Linked DNA regions of Mus musculus: region 2 is linked to region 1. Evidence: chromatin contacts called from public ChIA-PET data. All regions are on one chromosome and are shown on one strand. The core of a region is the stretch at or near the end of the contact, and the rest is flanking DNA. Distances in the headings are between cores, read along the strand shown. Region 1 overlaps Runx2 (runt related transcription factor 2). Region 2 overlaps Runx2 (runt related transcription factor 2).

Region 1 (5,943 bases), core at 1,624-4,123:
CCTGGAGGTCCCCACAGGTTCTGTTGTCTACTGACATCAGCTACCGGTTGCTACTTCAGCTGACCAGTTCCCCGAGGACAGCGACTTCATTCGACTTCCTGGAAAGCTGCTGGGGGCCCTCCTTGGGTAAGGCACTTTTTGGGTTCCCCTGAATGGCTGTATGGTGAGGCTGGTAGGTGCAGGCTCCTAATGTGTTCCTAGGTTCTCCAAGCCATGCCTGAGCCTTTACCACACGCGTGGCTTTCAGCTGACTAGGCCCTCAACCACGAAGCCTGCAATTTAGAGTTTTGCTCAACTCAGAGACCACAGAACACTTTTCTGCAGTTCAACCAATCACTTGTGCTTGGCTTTTTAATATGATAAGAGTCATAATGGCCACCCTCCCCCCTCCCACCACCCCCAAAATGGAGAAATTAGGAAACCACATGTCTCCAGCATTTCATGCTAGTAAAGGGGCCACGTTAAGTGTTAAAGGGCTATAGGTGGCTTTTGTTTTGTTTTTGTTATTTTAATCCCTAATTATTGCTTTAAAAGGCAAAGCTGTGTCAGAGGCAATCAAATGCCTGAAAGAAAGAAACAGAGCATCTCCTTCATACATCGTGAAAACAAACTACATCTAAACTATTTGGAGATGGGAGTTATCTTCAAAAAAAAAAAAAAATCACATTATGCCTGAAGGAATTGAGATTGCTTAGCAATATTTCCGATATGGCTCTAGCCCACTGAAGAAACTTGGTATTGAAGAAGAAGCACACTTTTAGAGACCGAAGTCAACATATCATTACACTAAGAAATGTTCCAAATGTCCAAATGTCATTAAATAATTATAAATATATCTTTAAAGTTATATGACCATTCACGTTAGCAAGTTACTTCAGATTTTACACATATTCATAATTTAAAAAAGAAAAAAAAAGAAAAAAACACATAACACACAGCCAACTCAAACACTATACCATTATGGCTATAATAATAAGGCATTGCCATTTTCAGTTTGCATAAAGGGAGAAGCAGAAGGAACGGGGGAGGGGGAACGGGATTTCTTTTTGGTTAAATGGGGGAAGTGAGAAAATATAAAAGGTAAAATAAAATTATCTGTCCTGATCAGTATTTTTGAAGTCACTTTCTTAGAATAGGAAAAAAAAAAAGTGAACTCAAAAGTTCAAATGAGTACCTGCAGCAAGTCTGAAGGAAAACTTTGGAACAGGTGGACGGCAGAGTGGACGGCAGCGGACAGAAGCAGCCACTCTGCCTCTTGTCCCTTTCTGAGTGCACCACATCTGACTCTGTAAGCGGGTCTGCAGAGTGTACCGGCTGCCACACAGCAGAGGCTGTGGTTTCAAAGCACAGAGAGGAAGTGTCTCTCCTTCCTCCCAGACCCAGAGTCCACCTCTCTGAACCGGCGTGGGAACAGGTCACTTATGAAAACAGACCAGACAACACCTTTGACGGTTTGTTCCTTGGTAAAGGGGACATCTTAAATAGTAAACAATATGAAACCCAGTTATGACTGCCCCCACCCTCTTAGGGTTGCAAGATCATGACTAGGGATTGAATGAGAAATCTTCTAGTTAGCTAATCAATATACATATATAGGCACTCTCTTTATATATGTATATATTAACACATGCGGGATGTGGCCCCCATGCCACTGGGCCATGGTTGACGAATTTCAATATGGCCGCCAAACAGACTCATCCATTCTGCCGCTAGAATTCAAAACAGTTGGGGAACTGCTGTGGCTTCCGTCAGCGTCAACACCATCATTCTGGTTAGGCAAATTTGGATTTAATAGCGTGCTGCCATTCGAGGTGGTGGTGCATGGTGGGACCATCCTGGAAGGAGACCGGTCTCCCCCGGGTACCATTGGGAACTGATAGGATGCTGACGAAGTACCATAGTAGAGATATGGAGTGCTGCTGGTCTGGAAGGGTCCACTCTGGCTTTGGGAAGAGCCGGGGTAGGGTGGTGGCAGGTACGTGTGGTAGTGAGTGGTGGCGGACATGCCGAGGGACATGCCTGACGTGACTGGCGGGGTGTAGGTAAAGGTGGCTGGGTAGTGCATTCGTGGGTTGGAGAAGCGGCTCTCAGTGAGGGATGAAATGCTTGGGAACTGCCTGGGGTCTGAAAAAGGGCCCAGTTCTGAAGCACCTAAAAATTACAACAGAAGATGGGGAGGGAAACATCTGTAAATATCAATTAAAATGATAGAAACGTTACAAAATTAAAAAAAAAATTAAAAGGAAGATGAGGAAAACTTAGCTTTCTCCCAAGGCACAGCAAGTCACACACAGATTTCAAATGCACTGCTCAACTCAGGGTCTTTACTTGTTTACCTTACAGTCTCTATACTATTTATCCTTGAGGTCTCCACACCGGGAGAGTCACAAAGGGCTTTTACAGGCACCCTGTGGAAGCCACCTCAACTCTAGGCACAGGATCACTTGCCAGACTTTAAGGCTGGATCTTCATTGGTTCCCCACCACCACCACCACCACCTCCCTTTTTGTTTCTTATTACAGTCTAGGTATCTGAAGTGAAACTTTTACTAAATCAAACCAACTGGTTTTTCCTAACTCAGTGTAAAAATTAAATCCAAAGTAATAGGATTTATTAGTGTTCCCCTCTTGGTGGGGCTTCTTTGTTAGGAAAAATTGCATCAAGCAGATTCCCTTTACATAGTCTTTCTATTTCTTTTAACCTTTAAGAGAATTTAAAATCTTATTATAATCCTCATCTTAGTCACAGTGAAATTAAAGCAGATTTCAGTAATCTAACACTATCTCGCTTTTCTGGGGGTGTCGGGGAGAGTCTAGCCCTCAGAAATTCTCCCTTGAGTCATAAACTAGATAAGAAGGTATGGCGAGGGAAGGTGGAGGACGGGTTGGGGGGATGTGGTGGAGGGTGGAGGACCTTGACAGTCAGAGCCTTGATGAGTGACATAGGACCTGATTTAGGCCAGATACCCATAGCAACTTTGTTTAAGGGCTGATGCCTAGGGGAGACTGAGCTGGGAGATGCTCCCTGCTGGGTCCCTGTCCCTGCAGTGTGAGCTCTGGAGCCTTCAAAGATTAGAGGCAGAGATGGCTGCTCCACTAGCACTTCCACAAGCTATCAGCGGCTCCTTGGGAGCTACTTCTGCTGTCTAACTCCCGAAAGAGTGGCTAGAGACTTTGCCCGTAGAAACTAGTTTTCTGAAATGGATAAAACTCATAAGCTGTGATCTTGGGGTTCGCTATAATTTTCTAGAGTCGGCAGAATTACAACAAGCCCTTTTGGTACATCACTATTTCCGTGCTAAGTTTGTGGTGTCTTCTAAAGTCCCCCTCGCTGATTGGCTTGGAGTCTTCCGTCTGCCTTTGCTACAGGTTTTAGCTGTAAGAGAAAATGCTGGGCAAATCTTGAAGACCATAATTGTCCCTCGGCCTGATTTGTACTCAACACAGCTCGCTATGTGTCTTCAAAGGGTCTGTCAGAGGGTGGTAGTGTTTGTTAAAATGCACATTGCTTGTGATCTTCACCGTACGCTGGGATTTCAGTGTGTGAAATGCATTTGTCATACACAGTGACTGCTTAAAAGCAATGTAAGAGTTAATAAAACCTTCTGTCTCACAAACCAGAAGACAGTAGCCATAAGACAGTCCAGCCCAGCCCAGCCCAGCCCAGCCCTGCCCAGCCCTGCCCTGCCCAGCCCAGCCCAGCCCTGCCCAGCCCTGCCCAGCCCAGCCCAGCCCTGCCCCGCCCAGCCCAGCCCAGCCCAGCCCAGCCCAGCCCAGCAATTGTGAAAAGTCTCACCTGCCTGGCTCTTCTTACTGAGAGAGGAAGGCCAGAGGCAGAAGTCAGAGGTGGCAGTGTCATCATCTGGAAAATGAGGGGACGAACTCTAAGTTCCCTTCCAGCTCTAGGACTGGCATCTGGTCTACATCATTAATTCCAAGGCAGGAGGAGAAACAAGGGCCTTGGGGGTGGTGGGGGTGGGGGGGTCCCATCCCTCACTAGTGCCTTCCCAGGATCCCCAGGCCCATTTGCAGAAGGTGGACAGCAAATGAGCCGCCTCCAACACCAGAAGCAAACACTTTCAAGATGACAGACTAAAACGCATGCAGCCAGGCACTCTGTAGTCTGCTTCTTATAAACCCCCTTTCCTTCCTTGACTGGCCTCTCCCTCACCCGTCCCATCCCCCTAAATGAAATTCTGACAAGCTCAAGTTTTAGAAGGTGGAAATAATAATGAGACAGTGGCAGACTCAGACATAGGAGCAGATGAGAGTACCCACCTCCCTTCCCTGTGTTTATAGGCTGCCTCAAACAAGACCCCAAGCAGAGGCCACAGGTGGTCCTCAGCAGCCCTCTTGCCCCACAGCATCTAGGTGACCTAATAGATATAGGCAGGCCCCTTCCATGTGCATTAAGTTCAATACCCAGGGCGTGTGAAGAAAGCCAGAATAGCCGGGGTAATTTAAAACGGAAAGAAGTCACACTTGGAACATCAACATTCACCCTTCCAGGAAGCACAGACTTCACACACAGATAGACACGTTGCTTTTTTTTTTTTTAAGGCTTCTAACGTGTATTTATTTTCCCTTAAAACTATGTTTTAAGAATAATTAACATTCCATATGGTTTCACTTATTTTGATGCAGAAATCTCATTAAAAGTCTTTATGAGAGGACCCTGCTAGTAAACTCTGATATGGCTTTGTACTTCTTACCACACACCTCTGTTTTAGCTGCTACATTTTGCTGATGTTTTGATTACTCAGCGGAATATGCCAAGATCGTTATAGCTTTGGGGTTGAGAAACGTTACCTAACACAAACTGATGGTCATTTTTCAGTGAAAGAGCTCTGGTTGGGTTCGTTTATCTCAATGGAAACAAGGGGATACGTGTCACTTCCAGTCATTTGAGACTGTGATGTGTTGAGGATCAACTTCTTAAATGACTGAACTAAAGTAGATCTGAAAGGGATTATAAGAGACTTTTGTAATCGATGGACATCCGCATTTTCTGGAATTTGCTCAGTCATTTTAGGCTAACGAGCATTATTTCTGAAGTAGACTGCAGTGTATTTAGGCACAAAGAAATAATGAGAGATTGTCATGTGTGGTGGGCAGGTGGGGGGTGGATCCTAATAGAAACCTGTTTGTTTATAATCATTGTTTCAGAAGAGCGAAATGCAGCTACGTTTTCTCTCCCTGAACGGGTCTTCATGTGAACCTGTAATCGGGCTGTAAAAAAGCTGCAGTGTGTCAGACCTCCTCCTGTTTGGATGTTATTGACAATGACACTATTCCTTTCTGTTACAGCCACAACACTTTAAAAAAAAAAAAAAAAAAAAAGAACCGATACTGAATTGTCTATGGAAAATGTCAATCCGACTTGTTAAAAAAAAATACCCATAAGATAAAACCCCAGGAGAGTTCTAGAGGTGCTTGTATGCCATCTACTTTGTATATGCAAATGCACCTCTATCTACTTTGTATATGCAAAAGTACCTCCATCTAATTTGTATATGCAAATATGCCTCTGTCTAATTTGTATATGCAAATCCACCCCAACCTCACCCACACCCATACCCAGCTCCAAAGACAAGCCTGTAATCTCAGGGCAACCCAAAGCCATCCTAAAGCTCCTAGCTACTGAATAAGTCAAGCCAAGGCCATTCTCTTTGCTGTTGCCCATGGATGATCTTGTCCCCGTACAAGGTACGTTAAACTGTGCTGAAAAAATGGAAGCTGCCAGGAAATAGAGGGTTCAACCATCCACGTGAGATCTTCTGGTTCTAATGCTTTTAAAATTAACCTGTTATGGGAGGACATGACCTGTAATCCCAGGACCAAGGGGATTAAGATAGGACTATGGCATCTTCAAGACCAACCTCTAAGACATGGTGAGCTCCAGGCTAGTTGGGGCTTCTGGGCTAAGATCCCTATCTCAAAACAA
Region 2 (5,943 bases), core at 1,652-4,151, 110 kb after region 1:
AAGCCATCAGCCCTCTCCCCTTTTGCACCTCCTTTAGAATGGCTGGCCACCAATCCTTCCCTGCTTCTCTCCCAACCACCAATTTAGAAGCACCCCTCTCTACAGTAAACACACGTACACTTAGACAGGTGCACACAATAATGGCTTTTCTGTGCACTGAAGAAAGCAGCCGGGATCTTTCAAGGGCAAATATTAGTGGTGATGAATAAATATTAAAAGGCCATTGTGCCACTTTATGCATTAGGGGGATGGGACTGCCTCTTAAGTAACCCATGGACTTGTCAGGTCAATGGTTGGAAGATGTCTGGCCTCAGAAGGAAATCAACCCAGATTTATAGCAATCCAGAAAAGACTAGCAGAGCTCAAACCAGCCAAGCACCCAGATGTGCTCTCTTCACCTGTGCTGCGTAACCTCTGGTCCTCGAGACTTAGGATTTGAGAACACACACATACACACACACACACACACACACACACACACACACACACAGAGAGAGAGAGAGAGAGAGAGAACGCGCGCGTGCAAAATACCTAATAGGACATTCCCAAAATGAACAGACAGGGCCAGCACTGACCCCACGTTAGGAATTTGGAAGAAAGCCTTATACATGAAAGGAAGAAAAAAACAAGCCTCAAAGATTTCTTTGGGGCAGAAAACCTCCCTTGCTCAGGCAAGCCTTTGTGACAAAGACAGGGGCATAAGAGATGGAGGTGGGGGTGGGGGCTACTGTAAGATTGATCCCATTGCTAAAAGATGCACAGTACAGGAAGAGGCGAAGCCCTCTAGGCCTCCTCCCTTACTTCTGGGGATGGAAAGAATCCGTCCTCACTGTCTAGGTGGAAGATCAAGTTAGAACAAACACTTCCATTGCTGCCTGCCCCCATCAAAAGCCAAATTTAACCTCCTAATTGCAATGCCTGGGACTTCCAATGTATTCAGCCTGCAAAGGCAGCCCATTCTATGCTATTTACATTATATTATGTGCTACAGAACTCGTCTCACCTCGACTTGGAATAACCTTTGCTCTGTAGATGTATTTTAGTGCCAGGCTTGCTCAAGTCACTGTGGGCGGCAGTGGAAGTCAGTCAGGTCTGACCCAGATTCAGGAAGAGAATAAATCCTGGCCTAGACAGAGACACTACCTGCAGCTGAGCACCAGATAAAGCTTTGCAAGACATAGACAAAGAAACCAAGGTGGACATGAACCTAGCTTGTATCTATCTCTCTGTTAAAGAAACTATCCAAAACAGTTACTAGAAAATGGCCAGACAACCGTGTTTGTAATGATGAAGCAAGTTATCATTTGCAAATAAATTCTTTGTAATTAAGTCCTGTGCTCTTTATAAAGGGAACTGAGTGGGCGAGCTTAAAAAAAAAAAAAAAAACAAAACAAAAAAAAAAAAAAACACCGCATTCTTGGGCCATGGGAAACACACACAAATGCTTTTTTACTAAGCTCAAGATTTTAAAGTTTATAGTTTGCTTCCTCAGCCTCGTGGGTCTCTTTGGCCCCTCCCACTGCACAGAAGGGATGAGCGGAGTGCCTTAGCTAAAAAGTTATCATGACTGAATAGCTATCCACTTGTTCCCCAAAGTTATAAAGCAGTTCTATGGGAAAGACTAAGCTATAATTTTATTTTCTATTAACTGTAAAGTTCTATGAACTGCCCTTCCCTGAAATGTATTCAAAAATAAAGTACGATAAAGTTTGCAGAGGCCATGTGTAGTGACAGTGACACTAACACCTTCAGAGTGAATTCTTCACAGGGTCCCCACAAACTCTATTAGCATTTTCAATAGAAAGGTAGGCACTTACTTCTTGGTTCCCGGGGACCGTCCACTGTCACTTTAATAGCTCTGTGGTAAGTGGCCACTTGGGGAGGATTTGTGAAGACTGTTATGGTCAAGGTGAAACTCTTGCCTGCAGATTTAAGAGAGGAAACGGTGACTATAAATGGGTAGCAGTGATGACCTTACAATAATACAGACATCCAAATCTCACCATGGCATCTCTGAGGCAGCAACCAATCAGGAATTGGTCCCCTAAACCAGAAACCCTCTGACAGCCACTCAAGAACACCTGTAAATTTGATCAGCATCTCTCCTGCGGTTCTCTGCACGCAGCCTCTACCCTCTACCCCCACCCCCACCTCTACCCCCACCCCCACCTCTACCCCCACTCCCAAACAATCTCTTTGGTAACAGAACCAAAACTCTGGGGCTGCTTCAAGAGGCATCTCTGATTTTTTTTTTCCATTTTTCTCCAACGTTCTCCAACGTCAGGAGCACATCCCAGCGTGAGGGCAGACAATTTTAGAAGTGTTTATTTAGGATAAGGTCATGACCCCTTGAGAGAACAATGGTAAATTATTACTGGTGGCGTTACTTACATCACAGGGCCTTAGCACTGAGCTGCTCAGATAAACTTCCATAAGATGAAAGCGGGAAGCTCCTATGGCAATCATTTCTAGGGGAGCCCGTGTCTCCAGGCCTTCATGCGCCTGGGGGAGATGATTTCATCTCCAAGCAGTCTTTCCCCTCCCTTACCACACATCTCATCAATAAATCTGGAAGGATCTCCCTAGGGTGACTTAGTTTCTGCTAAGCAAGCATGACACCTCTCGACGCAAACATGTTTTACTTTTAAAAGAGAGTTTCTGCAAGGCTGCATTCCCTCTGATGCTTCAAATTAATGAGCTTTAAACGTGATGAGGAATGGGAGGGGGCAGGGAAGAGAGTGTGGTAAGGGATCTGAGCGTCTGCTTTCTCCAGGAGATGCCGGCCTCTGTTCTACAGATGCACTGACAGTTGTAATCAGTTAGATTTGCAATGGTTAGTCATGTCAGATAGTTAGAACTGCAAACTGTTACAAGACAGGAAAAGGTGGGCGAGAAGCGGTGACTCAATAAAACAGCAGCGAGCTGAGCCCCAGTACTCAAGGGCTGCCCCTGTAGCAGATAAAAGCCTCCCTTTGTTTTGCTTTGTTTTTTGGTCAGATTTTTTTTTCCCCATTCTACTGAAAGCTGGGAGTATTAAATCAAAACACAAATCTTAGACAATATGTAGCAATGTGAAGTTTAATGCAATCTTTTCATAGCTTAATATGGAACAGGTTCTACGCCAGGCTTAATGGGGAACAGGTCTTTGGCTGTCAAGTCTACTGAATGGCTTTTCTTTTCAAACCAGACCATGTAAGTTGCTAAAATCTGGTTAAGAAACACATCATTTGTTACTGTGTGTGGATAGTCTTAAGACCCCTTGACTGCCATCCGTGGCTACAGGGGTTAAGAGGCAGAGGGCATGCAGGAATGTGGGAAGGGCCAACAATAAGACAGATGAATGTTGATCAGAAACTCAGTCAGCTCCAGACTGGTCGACCACATTATCTCATTTAATCTTCCCCAGTTAGAGTCATCGCCCCAGCTCACGAAGGAGGAAGCCTTAGCCCCAGAGAAACTTAGTCATTTACCCAAGGTCACACAGTTAATAAATGGGAAACATCAGAAACCAAACTCAAATCTTTCTGACCTTAAATATTCGAGGGTAGAGATGTAACTCGGAGATAGCTAGCCTATGCAAGGCCCTGGATTTAATTCTCCCACATAGAAAAGAAGGAAGAAAGGGAAAGAAAAGGCATGGAGGAAGAGGAGAGAGGGAGGGGAGGAAGGAAAAATGGAGGGAGGAAGGAAGGGAGGGAAGGAAAAAGGGAAGAGGGAAGAAGGGATAGGGGGATGACAGAGGAAAGGGGGAGGGGAGGGGGGAAGACAGAGGAAAGGGGGAGGGGAGGGGGATGGGGGAAGACAGAGGAAAGGGGGAGGGGAGGGGGATGGGGGATGACAGAGGAAAGGGAGAGGGGAGGGGGGGAAGACAGAGGAAAGGGGGAGGGGAGGGGGATGGGGGAAGACAGAGGAAAGGGGGAGGGGAGGGGGAGGGGGGATGACAGAGGAAAGGGGGAGGGGAGGAATGAGGATGAAGGGGAAATAAAATGAGGGTTTTTTTTTCTCATTTTGCTGCAGAATATGGAAAGGGAATTAGGAACTGTGAGTCCCCATTAGCTCCCTGTGCCCAGAAATAATAAATCTCTAAATGGATGAATGTGTCAGATGAATTTATCTATCTATAAGCATCATTGAGGCAGCATATTGTAGTTATTACATACAAGATAGTACATGGGTTTAAGTCATTTGACTCCGTACAGAAGATCTGTTGTGAACATTCACACTGGCCAGAAGAATAAGACAGCCAGGAGTCTAAACCAGTCCCAAAGACCTCAAAGTCAACCAAAACTCAGATCAAAAAGTTGAGGGGGAGGCCCAGATTAAGAACTAAAATCATGGCCGAGTCTCTGGATTCAAAGTTAATTTGAATTAAAACATTTTAAAAACATTCTTCTGGGTGAGATCAGTAGTCCACAAACTCAGGATTCCGTTTCTAACAGTATCTCCAAAGAGCATGATTGGAAGACAGCATCCTTGGTGCTGATGTTAATACATCAAGGATGTGTATGCTTTTCTTCAGCATCTCTGAAGGCTCTGCTAGTGATAATGTCAGTGGATATATCATGACTGGTTTGGGAGATGTTTCCATTTTAAATCTTTACAACCTGCTTGGTTTAATAAGCTGCCTATGCTCCTCCCAAAGTCAGAGAAACAAACACACTGCCTATAGAAACAAACCCAGATACAAAATCCACCCTTCAAGACCAGAGCAACAAAATACTCAAAGATAAACCAGTCTTCCTTTTTGAAATCCTTTTAGGGCCAGAGAATTGGCTCAGTGGTTAAGAGCACTTGTTGTTGCAAAGGACTCAGGTTTGATTCCCAGTACCCACATGGAGGCTCACCACTTCCTTAGGCACCAGGCACATATGTGGTACACAGATATGCATGCAAAGCAAAGCACTCATACACATAAAATAAAATAAACCTAAATAAATATAAATGAATGAATAAATAAAGCTGAAATTAAAACAAACAAACAAACAAACAAAGCCTGCTTTAAGAAGAAGTAAGGTTGGGGAAGAAACTCCTCTTTCAGACTGGATTCCTAAAGCTCAAACTGTGCTTTAACAATAAAACAAAGTCAAAAGGGGACTCTTTGCACTTCCGATTAGTCCCAGCCCCTAAAGTGTGGAAGAAACTTGCAGAAACTCTGTCCAGACTCACTAATTAGCTCGTCTTACATTAATGCTGCATTTCCGGAGTCAAAAGTTTATGTGGGTATTCATGATTTCCTTAACTTAAAACAAGTTTCCCAATTTCCACTTTCCAAGGATCCAGGATTACATTTTTTATATATAATTTTATGTGCGTGGGTGTTTTGCCTTCAGGTATGTCTGCCCACCACGTGTATGCCTGGTGCCCTTGGAGGTCAGAAGAGGGCATTGGATTCCCCTTGGAACTAAGGTGACCAACAGTGCCAGCAGCCATGTGGGGTGCTAGGAATCCAGCCTAGACTGGATTTTCTTGAAGAGCAACAAGTGCTTTTAGCCACAGAGCCATCTCTCCAGTCCCCAGGATTATGAATTTTAACAGTGCCAGGGTGGAAAGTTACCATCCATACATGATCCACTAATGCAAGACTATGGATGACATTTAACACAAATCTTACTTAAGCTGGAAACATAGCTCAGGGGGTAAAGAAGTCCTGAGTTCAGATTCTTGGCACCCATATTGAGAGAGAGAGAGAGAGAGAGAGAGAGAGAGAGAGAGAGAGAGAGAGAGAGAAAGAATGGTGATGTATGCCTGTAACTCCAGAGCTGGGGAGCAAAGTACAGAGGGATCATGGGAAACACTGACATGTCCACCCAGGCTAGTGGACACAGTCAGCTACCTGAGAGACTATGTCTTGGGAAAAGCAGTGGAGACAACATGGAATAAGGCATGTCAGCATCCATTGCTGAGGGCCCCATGCACTACACACAGGTACACATGTCAGCACAC

What was found. ChIA-PET counts read pairs in DNA pulled down with a chosen protein or histone mark.
Region 2: an RNA polymerase II ChIA-PET map of effector CD8 T cells shows a contact between it and region 1, with 61 read pairs. The contact joins two enhancer-like sites. A contact is called at or near these places in 5 of 39 promoter capture datasets (3T3-L1-derived adipocytes, the HPC-7 cell line, cranial neural crest and 2 more), 1 of 15 datasets of contacts at CTCF or cohesin (the NIH/3T3 cell line), 12 of 484 Hi-C or Micro-C datasets (LSK cells, Th1 cells, bone marrow-derived macrophages and 8 more) and 6 of 115 datasets of contacts at active chromatin or transcription factors (CD8 T cells, the HPC-7 cell line, bone marrow-derived macrophages and 3 more).

What each region holds. Positions count from the first base shown.
Region 1 is chr17:44,606,233-44,612,175 of GRCm38.p6, forward strand. It overlaps Runx2 (runt related transcription factor 2), which reads right to left. Exons shown (of 7, transcript NM_001145920.2): 6 at 3,796-3,861; 7 at 1-2,151. The coding sequence ends at 1,673. Among named protein-coding and RNA genes, the nearest start is that of Runx2os3, 47 kb to the left of the region's middle. Within about 2 kb of position 2,874, at least 17 of the 459 cell types and tissues checked have an H3K27ac peak or open chromatin away from gene starts, as enhancers often do. A contact at or near this core is called in Th1 cells and effector CD8 T cells, where this site is marked.
Region 2 is chr17:44,715,375-44,721,317 of GRCm38.p6, forward strand. It overlaps Runx2 (runt related transcription factor 2), which reads right to left. Exons shown (of 7, transcript NM_001145920.2): 3 at 1,818-1,922. Among named protein-coding and RNA genes, the nearest start is that of Runx2, 18 kb to the right of the region's middle. Within about 2 kb of position 2,902, at least 85 of the 459 cell types and tissues checked have an H3K27ac peak or open chromatin away from gene starts, as enhancers often do. A contact at or near this core is called in Th1 cells and effector CD8 T cells, where this site is marked.